Regions from separate parts of the Gossypium arboreum genome. Here region 1 is linked to region 2. The links are chromatin contacts, called in public Hi-C maps. All regions are on one chromosome and are shown on one strand. Each heading gives the region's core, a stretch centred on a gene start, on an enhancer-like site or on the middle of the called end of the contact. The rest is flanking DNA. Distances are from core to core; before and after follow the strand shown.

What was found. A called contact is a pair of places that touch in the nucleus more often than the background predicts.
Region 1: a Hi-C map of leaf shows a contact between it and region 2, with 2.6 times the contacts expected there. The contact joins the promoter of LOC108458217 here to the promoter of LOC108459178 in region 2. A contact is called at or near these places in 2 of 5 Hi-C or Micro-C datasets (both in leaf).

The regions. Positions count from the first base shown.
Region 1 is chr4:113,211,477-113,216,153 of ASM2569848v2, forward strand. LOC108458217 (two-component response regulator ARR5-like) reads left to right here and starts at 1,785. Exons shown (of 5, transcript XM_053026507.1): 1 at 1,785-2,143; 2 at 2,545-2,699; 3 at 2,801-2,886; 4 at 2,987-3,135; 5 at 3,229-3,765. The coding sequence starts at 2,564. The coding sequence ends at 3,541.
Region 2 is chr4:113,013,470-113,018,860 of ASM2569848v2, forward strand. LOC108459178 (IAA-amino acid hydrolase ILR1-like 1) reads left to right here and starts at 3,694. Exons shown (of 5, transcript XM_017758536.2): 1 at 3,694-4,197; 2 at 4,727-4,852. The coding sequence starts at 3,799.

The DNA of each region.
Region 1 (4,677 bases), core at 535-3,034, 200 kb after region 2:
AGTTGTTTTTTTATCTTGTTTGATCGATTTTTTTCTTCGAGATCAAGCCTAGAAGTGAAGTCATTCTTCCATCAAAGATCAAGACTAGAATGCTTTTGGATCAAAGCTCTCGTTAGCCTCTTTGCATCAACATAAAGGAGATAACAACTTGTTTTTAAAATAAAGTCTCGATGACCCTTGAAGCAAACTAAACCATCCAATATCAAGTTTCAAAAACTCTTCAATCCAAATTCTCTCTATAACTGTTTTCAAGATCAAGTCTCAATAAACTTTGAAGTGAACATAATTGATTCAACATCAAGTCTCAAAAGCCCTTGAATTCAATGAAGTCTAATTTTCAACCAAGTATCTCGCCAGACCTAGTTTACGGGTCAAGTCTTGATGACCCTTAAAGTAACCGTATTAATCTTAGATCAAAGTCTAGACAATCCTTGAATCAAAGCAGAGAATAATGAAAGGAGTTTTTCTTTGTAATAAATTTGTTTTTAGATATTATAACTTCTCTTCAATGTTTATAAATAAATTTGACTCCAAATTTTCCTAATCAATGTTTAACTAGAAATTTGTGTATATATTATTTTCTATTAATGAAGCTTGGTGAACTAATAAAAATATGAGTTTATTTAATTAAAAAAAGTAGATTGACTTGTTTTAAACAAAAGATAATAATTTAAGATTTTTAATATATTAATAAACCTTAAAAAGAGGTTGAATGGAAGCTTAAATAAATTTGGAAAGAAAATAAAACTTGAATGAATAGAAAGTAAAGTAGAAAAGGCAAATCGTGAGAAGAAAAAATGGCGAGAAAAAGGAAAGGCGGGGTAAGAGTTAAGGATCGGATCGGATCCGATGATTGTTGATTTCAAGGCAAGGTTAAGGCGATCTCCAAGATTTGATATGCAGTTTTCAAAACTTAAAAGAAAAGTCCAAAAGATTAGAAAAAGCTTTGTTGGTCCCCCCCACCCCCCAGATTTGTTTTCGACTCCCCCAAATCTCTCCCTTCTCTCTCTCTCTCTCGTCGTTTTGGCCACCTTTTCAACTCCATTTCTGCGTTTTTAATATTCCCTAAATCCCTTTGATCACCTCTATTTCATGTCCTTATCCTCTCATTCTTCTTTTCAATTTCTAATTTCTATTCCCTAACTAATTCCCTCTTTTCATTCTTACTTATTTACACATTCTCGTTACTCATTTTTGGTATATTCACCCATCTCACTTCATTTTTCTTCAATTATCTTTTAGAGAAGTTAATATATACCAGCTTTATAGCATGTTGTGGGTAATTTTTTTTAGGTAAATCATATATTTATACAAGGTATACAGGCATTAAATAAACTATTTAAAATACCCTTAAATTATTATTTATTATTTTATAAAAATAAAAATATTTTAATAATTTTTACTTATATAGATTAATGAAACTAACTCAATAAGTATATATAAAGAGATAAACTTTAAAATTATATATAAACTTTAATTCAAAGTACAATTTAATTCATGAACTTAAATTTGATACAATTATACATATAAAATTTTAATTTTGATTCAATCATACATATTTAAAAAATAAATATATTAAATTATTTTTATATGTAATTTATTTAAAATGATATAAAATCAGTATAATTTTCATGAAGACATAAAGGTTGAATGGTAGAAGAAGAGGTGATTAAAAAGAAACCAAAGTTGATTAATGGTGTATTAAGAGAATCAAAGTCATTATTGGTTTGAGAGGGTTAAAACCCAGCACGTGTAATTAAATAAATACAGAAGAATTAATAGACCAAAAAAGGGAGTGTAAAGGACAGAACACTAGGTGGGGTGGTACCTGCGAAAAACAAGCAACGAGGAAGATAAAATTTTTAATTTAAAATATTATACTTAGGGTAATTATTAATTTTGAAAAAATTGGATGTTTTTGTTATTGTTAATAAAAATCTGTGTGCACCCTTCCTAGAAATAGTAAAGATGCTGTTTGTCCAATTCCATCCGTCTTTTCAAAGCCGGTTGAAGAGGGAGAAAAGAAACATATTTTTAAGCTGTTGTTATTTATGCCGCCGGTTCGGGAGATGTGTCGGATTTGACGGCGCCTTCCTCCATTGACCTCCGGTCAGTTTCCCTGCTCGATTCCGACCATTCACTGGCACGTCCCTCAATAATATTTCTTTTATTTTGACCAATTTATCTTATCTGTCACCACGATATTTAAACGAAATAATGGAAAGAGGCAAGTGAAAAGGGCAGGGGGCAGGGCACCGAAGTGGATTTTCGAATCCCAGCGACTATTAACCCTCTCTCCTTTTGCATTAAAATATTAGATTGCGGGGATTTCTTAGTGTGAGAAAGATTTGATTTGAGAGAGAAATTTTATATTTTAATATCCATTTTTCTTTTCAAAAACATTACACCGTATAAAATGCCAGACCATTGAACCAGGGGTGGAAGCCTTGTTTATTAAAGCCCTTCTCTTTTTTCGCTCCCTTTTTCCTTTTTTTGCATTACAGAAATCTCCCTCTTTGATTTTGTTGTCTCTGAGATGGCTAGGAACGGTGGCGTTGCTTGGATGAGGACGACGGAGAAGATAGACGGCTACGATCTTTCTACGTCTGATACCGAAGAAGTTCATGTTCTTGCCGTTGATGATAGCCTCGTTGATCGGAAAGTCATTGAACGCTTGCTCAGAATTTCCTCTTGTAAAGGTTTGTTCATCCAGATTCCCTTCTTTTTCTTCGACTTTTTTTTTTTAAATTAATTAGTTTGGATTTGAATCGAATGGGGGTTTGGTTTTGGATTTCTGCAGTGACGGCAGTGGATAGCGGGAGGAGAGCTTTGCAATACCTGGGATTAGATGAGGAGATTCAAAAGAAAGAAACGAATGGTTTTGATGTGAGTACTAATAATAATTGCAATTTCATCACAAAATTTCCCAGATATTGATTTTTCTGACCTCATTTGTTAGCTTTTTTTTTTTTTTTGTGATTTTCAGGGTCTGAAGGTTGATCTGATTATTACCGATTATTGTATGCCTGGAATGACCGGCTACGAATTGCTCAAAAAGGTAAAGGAATCTTCAGCTTTTAGAGAAATCCCAGTTGTTATCATGTCATCTGAGAACGTTATAGCTCGAATCGACAGGTATTGTTTTTTTAAGTAACTTTTATGGCCTTAAATCATTGAAAAAAATTGGGTTAAAAAAAAATAATGGATCTTGAAATTGTTGATAAACAGATGCTTAGAGGAAGGAGCAGAGGATTTTATAGTGAAACCAGTGAAATTATCAGATGTGAAACGCATAATAGATTACACGACCACAGAGTTAAGAGAGGGAGAACAAAGAGAAGGAGCAAGAGCAAGAAGAAGAGGAATCAACAAAAGAAAGCAAAGAGAAGGAGATGACGATCTGTCATCATCCCCACCGTCCACTTTATCATCATCAACATCATCGTCACCATCATCCTCGATTCAATCAGCAACAGCACCGTCGTCTCCTTCAACACTGGATTCTCCCACCAGACGTCTGAAAATGACAAGCTCTGAATAGAGCAGCATATTTTACTACTAATAAAAAGGATTTCAACTTTTAGAAGACTAGACCAAACCCCTCCCTGCAATTCTCCCGTTAATATTTTTTGACGGTTTTTGTTGCGCTTTGCAAATTAATCAAAGCTCCCTTTTCTTCTTCTTTCTAAGTTTTTGTACTTTCTGTTAATTATATTTATATAATGTAACAAAATGGGATTCCAATTACTAACTCAGATTAAATTATATTTATTCTTCTTTTTTTACATATATTTGAGGCCAATTTCTTTTGGGTTTGGCTTGGAATGGATGACTCTGATTAATTTATTTAATATTTTGTTATCTATTTATGATCTAAATCTCTAGGGGATTATTATTTTTTCATTAGATGAAATATTTAATGAATTAGATCTAGTAGATAAAAAAGAAGAATCAACTGACAAGAGTGAAACATTGTTTTGATACAGTGGCGAAAGATTTACAAGTCTGGCTTGACGTCAAGTTGACATTTTTTTTTTAATAATTATAATTATAATTTTAAGGTAACTAATATTTTTTTAATATTTTAAATATAAATTTAAAGTGAAAAGACTACATTGACAAATTTGATAAACCTTTAAGGGCTCATTGTCGTATTATCCCGTTTATAGTTTGAGAAAGTTCAATGTATCACATTTGTGCCAAAAGCGCCATATGAATCAAATTTATGCCAAAATGTCACTTCTGTATTGCCTTTTAACATAAAATGTCCCTCATTCTGTAGGTAATCTTTTACCTATTTTGCTAAATAGTATTATTACATTTAATCTAATTCATTATTTATTTTTTTGGGTATTTGATATAAAATGAAAAACGAAATCCCAAATCTCTTGAGACCTAAAATGAAGAAAATAAAAATAAAAATGAGGAGAAATGATAGGAGAGGGAATATGAGGAGGGGAATAATAATAATAATAATAGGGGGGGAGAGGTGTTGGAAAAGGGGAAGGAGATGTTCCCTGAAGAGGGGACTAAGTGGGAACTACCTCTCTAAGATTATGTATTTATTTTGAGAGGAAAATGCAGAGAGCTTTTTCAAGTGAATAGAAATGGGGATGGCTATCCAAGGCCAAGGGGGGAGACTCACTTCCCTACCACTGTCACTATTGGGGCATAGCT
Region 2 (5,391 bases), core at 2,444-4,943:
GATCATTGGATGAGCATTGAGTAGTTGCTTTCGTAATGGTATGTTGCTGGGAAGAGCTCAGTCACGATACTATAGTGGAATGACTTCGTGACTAAATGAGTTTATAATTAATAGGCGAAAAGCTGGAACTTAATTATAAATCATTTGAACCTCAACTACAGTTCAATTGGTCCCTCTTCTAGCCCGTTGAAACTAGAAATGAATTGCATGTTTGAACAAAAAAGAAAGAATGAATAGGAAAAGAGAAATGAGAAACTTTCATGAATGATTATGATTTTTTTTGAAATAGAGAAATAGAATCATTTGGAAATAAATGTAAGTTTCCAAAAAATGGAAATGAAAATGGTCCATTTGCAACCTTTATGGATTACTTAAAAAATTATAGGAAGAATGAGTTTATATTTTTGGACTGTTTTGAAGCCCACAAATGAAAATAAATCATTTGGTCATTGTGAACATGTTGAGTTGTGAAATATTGAATAATTTTCTTGAAATTTTACTAGGTGTAAAATCGTCAAAATTTTTTTGGGGTAAAATAGGGATGAGAAAATTATTTTATATATAAATATTAAAGTTTATTTTGGGAAATAGAAAAACTAAATCGGGTTGGATCACATTAAAGAGTACCGAGTCAAAAAAAGGCCCAAAAAGTACTTGTAACTGGACTCGATGTGAGAGAGGCCCAAAAACCCCTCATGGACTTGAAGGGGGGACAACCCTTGTAGGAATATTAGGGTGTGCCGTCCACCCTAGTCCTATTCTAAATAGGATGTTATTTTTCTTTTTGAAATAAACCATTACAGCTCAACAATCGTTTCTACCTTATCTTCCTATAAATAGATGACACCAGTATAGCTATTAACACAACTTTGAGATATTGTTATTCTGTCGAAAAACTGAGAGAATTTATTCTCAACTATTACATATATTTTTCTGGAATAACAATTTTACCTATTTCTATTAAGAAGAGAAAATTTTCGTTTTCACTCCAAAAGGAGAGAAAACTTTTTCTAGTTTTGTGTTTCGATTCAATTGGTTCGAGCCTACACTTGAAGTAGTTCATGGTACGAGAATAGTGAAGAAAATCATTTAGTTGAAAGCTGGGAACAACTAACGTCCACTAAGTCTAAAACACAAATACGAATTTGGTTAAGGTTTATTGCCATAAATATCACAAATCGGGTCGATTTTTAAAATTTTAATTTTTCGCTGCGCAAGAAAATCGTTTTTAAATCAAGATTTCTCCAACATATTCTTCGTAAAGGCTGAAAACTGTTCAGATGTGCCTTCCTTAATGACAACTTCTTCGAGCCCTGATTGCATTGCTCACTTCAAGGCTCCGCAAATATAAGGAAATTGAATTACGTAAAAAAACTTTACTTTTCCCTTTTTCCATTGTGCTTATCATAGTTTTTTACTCATGCTTTGTTACTTGGTCTTTTGCACTTTGTAGGTTTAGCAACCGGTTCAGGTTAACAACGTACCTATGATTTTAGTATATATACTAAGAATATAAAATAAAAAATACGCAGAAAAATAGAATAGGTAAAATAGTAATTTTAAAAGTTGAAATGTGACAAAGCGAAGCAAGCATTTATGTCCAGCTTAACCGTGTGGATCCAATTTTCTTTCTTTTTAAATCTCCTTTAGAATGGATTAGTGTTAGTGAGGTGACTTGGATTTTGTCATTTCTACTTATAACTAGCCCCCAAAATCATGTATCTAGATCAAAACGTTGCTAATATATAGATTTACATATTAATAAAAGTATGAAATATAAATTAATTTTTTATAAATTGTAACAACTTAATAATCTAGGTTATATGAACTTTGATACATATACATACATATATAATTTTTATATTATATTTTAAGTATAATGATAAATTTAATTCTTAATATTTATATTTTTTTATTGATGTAGCTCTTATATTTGTTTAAGCTAAATTTGACCATCAACTTTTCATAAATATTAAAATTTAAGCATAAATATTAACTAAAACATCAAATTTTTAAACATGACAACTAGCATAATAATCCACGTGTTTTTATTTTTATTTTTTTATTTTTTATAATTTTGAAATTTTTATTCTTTAAATATTTTATAATTTTTAAATTATTTGTTGATGTGACATATAAGATAAATAGTGTTATGTAGCATGAAAGTATCGTAGATTGTCACGAAGGTTGTCACACCAATATCATTAAAATTAATATTTTAGTTAGTATTTTTATTGAAAACACGATTTCACTCTTTTTAAAAAGTTAATGGTCAAATTTAATTTAAAAAAAAAAGAATAATGACCAAATTGACTTAAATGTAAAAATTGAGGTTTAAAATTGTTCTTATACCTATATTTAAGCTATTCTTTCAAAATCATCTCTATATTTTGACAGTTAATAATAAGAGAAGATAACCACCTCTTGCCGACCAACACTTTTCCGAAATGGTGGTGCTGCTCCTTGGTCTCCACTAAGGGTGAGAAAAACTCGAGTCAATTAAAAAATCGAAAAAAATTGAATTTTGAGTTAATCGAATTGAGTTATTCTTATTATTTTGTTTTGAAAATTTTTCAAAGACATATAGTTTCAAATTTATATGCTCTAACATGGAATTATTATATTGTAATAATATTTTAATTTGACATGTTTAATTTTTAAATTTAACTCGAAAAATTTCATTTGATTCAACTCAACTCGAATTTCATTTCATTCGACTCGATTCAAAGAAATTTCAAATCAAGATAAGATGATAAAATAGGTCTCGCCAACTCAATTAACTCAAAATTTTTTCACTCGATTTGATTGAATCGCTTACCCCTAATTCCCACCCCCACCCACCCTCCCACCCTTTCTTTCCTTTCCCTTAAGCCCTCCTGTTTTTTTTCTCCACCTCGTCTTCCACCACCATTTTTTTGTCCTCCTTTGCTGGCCACTCATTTTCCAGCATAAGAGGACTATGTTTTCTTGGCAAAATAATGGTGTCCAAGGTTTTTCTTTGGACCCTCCCTTGAGGAGGTTTTCTCGAGTCATAGACGCTTGTGTTTATCAAATCTTTTGCGTTTTGTTTTTTCAAGTCCTTTGCAACTCGTTTTTGGTTGATATGTTCTTAGCACATCTGTTGTTACATGGCAGTAATGTTGTTTCTATGCCATCGGAGCAATGACCTAAAAAGAGGCTGAACGATTCAAGGTGGCTTGTTCACTTTGTTTGCTGTCTGCCTATTTCCTGACAAGTTAGGTTTGTCCGTGGTATGGCTTGAGTCCTGTTTTGATCTCCTTTAGGTTGTGGCTGGAAGCCTGATGCAAGTATAGTTTGCTCTTTTATGGTATAACTTGACAATTTGTCAAACATTCATAGTGTTTCTTAATTGTATTTTCTAATGGGCTTTCCATTGTAACTAGTATCTTTCCATTTTTTCTTTGTAATAATTTTACAATCAATAAAGAAAAATAAATAGGAGAGGAGGGAAAGGGAATTTAACAGACTTTGTGGAAATAGAAAACGTGGAGAATATGAAATTTATTAGATTAGATAGTGACGCAAGGCCCGACCAACTCTGAATGAGTGTCCTTCAAAGAAACTGTAAATGGGTGGTATTTGCCCATTGCATTAAAAGGTTAAAATAAAGGAAACTATGCACCGCCTACAAAAGATAAAATCTACAATAAATTTACTGTGAATACGTCAAAGAGTAAATCTATAAAAAATATCAAATGAATTCCCACTATTCTTAACCACCCACCCCGTTTTATATATCACTATCTCGCTCGTATACAGCCTAATTTAGCCTCGGCCATGGCCACGAAGACCCTGCAGCACATTCCTCAACACATCTTCTTAATCTGCGTAACCCTATCTCCCCTCTGCTTCTCTTGCAATGAAGATTGTTTCACTTCTTTCACCCCAACAACAGCAACAGCTAGTCCAAACGTTTCCATCAAAGACCAGATACTTAGCCTGGCTAATGATCAAGAAACTGTGGATTGGATGAAACGAATACGGAGGAAGATACACCAGTACCCTGAACTAGCTTATGAAGAAGTTGATACCAGCCAGCTCATTAGGCATGAACTTGATCTGCTTGGTGTTCCTTATCGTTGGCCTGTGGCTACCACAGGTGTTGTCGCTAAAATTGGCTCTGGTTCTCCTCCCTTTGCTGCTCTCAGAGCTGATATGGATGCTTTACCTATTCAGGTCTGATTTTTTTTTCTTTTCTTGTTTGTTATTATTATTCTTCAACTTTCTTCACTTTTTGCCTTTCCTTTAAGAAAATCTAACACAAGGGTTTCCTGGAAAATTTTTTTTACTGTTCACTCATGAAGTATGGACTCATTGGGGTTTGAAATTCGATTCTTGAGTGGTATTTCCTTGGTGTAATACCATGATCAACAGTGTTTTAAAAGAATTTTAGTTGTTAAACAACCAATAATCATTAGCCCTTTGAAAGAAACCAGTGTTTTATGGTATTATATGATATATAGTAAATAGTCACAGGTTTTCGCTGTTTTGCTAAATACTGCTGGGCTATATTATACTAGAAGATCAGGAAAGCAAAATCGTACTTTTCTATACAGTGAAAAAAAGAAGAAGAAAAAGGTTTAAAAACAAATTTGTGGCTTGAGATTGACATGTTTTCAGCTTTACTAGAAAGGAATTAATTGGAGTGCCTTCGAATCGGACTATCAAAGCCCTGCCCTTTGTATTTTATTTTTATGTCATGCAGGAATTGGTGGAATGGGAGCATAAAAGCAACGTAGACGGTAAAATGCATGCTTGTGCCCACGATGCCCATGTTGCCATGTTGCTTGGAGCAGCAAAGATACTGCAAAAGCTGCGATGCGCTTTACAGGTCAAGCATAATTATGACAAAACTCCATTCCAATTTTTAAGAATATTATTAAGGTCAAATTTTGCTAGTGCTCTCTTCACTATATTTACTTTACGACTTAGTAACTTTTAATTTTAATATTCAAGTCGTAAGTACTAACAAAACTGTGATTAAATTTTTTTATTTCTAAAATTTTATTTGGTAAATATACTAATATATAATGTTTCATTAGCTTACAAAAGTCGCTATTTTAATTATTAAATTTAACGACTATCATTTCAGTTAAAATTAAGTAAATTAGAGAAAACGATTAAACTTTTGTTTACCATTGAGGTTAAAAAGCACTCTTCAAGCCAAACCTTGATTTCAAACAAAAAGAAATATAAACAAGTAACTTTTCAAACCAAATTTTAATTTTAAACTAAGATTTAATCAAACTAAAAATTCAAAATTTTTAAGTTTTGACTTTTGAAGAAGTGCTTTTAATGAAAATATCTTTTCTTCATTCATTCAATTAAATCTTTTATTTTACAATATAATGTTTAGAATTGATATTTTAT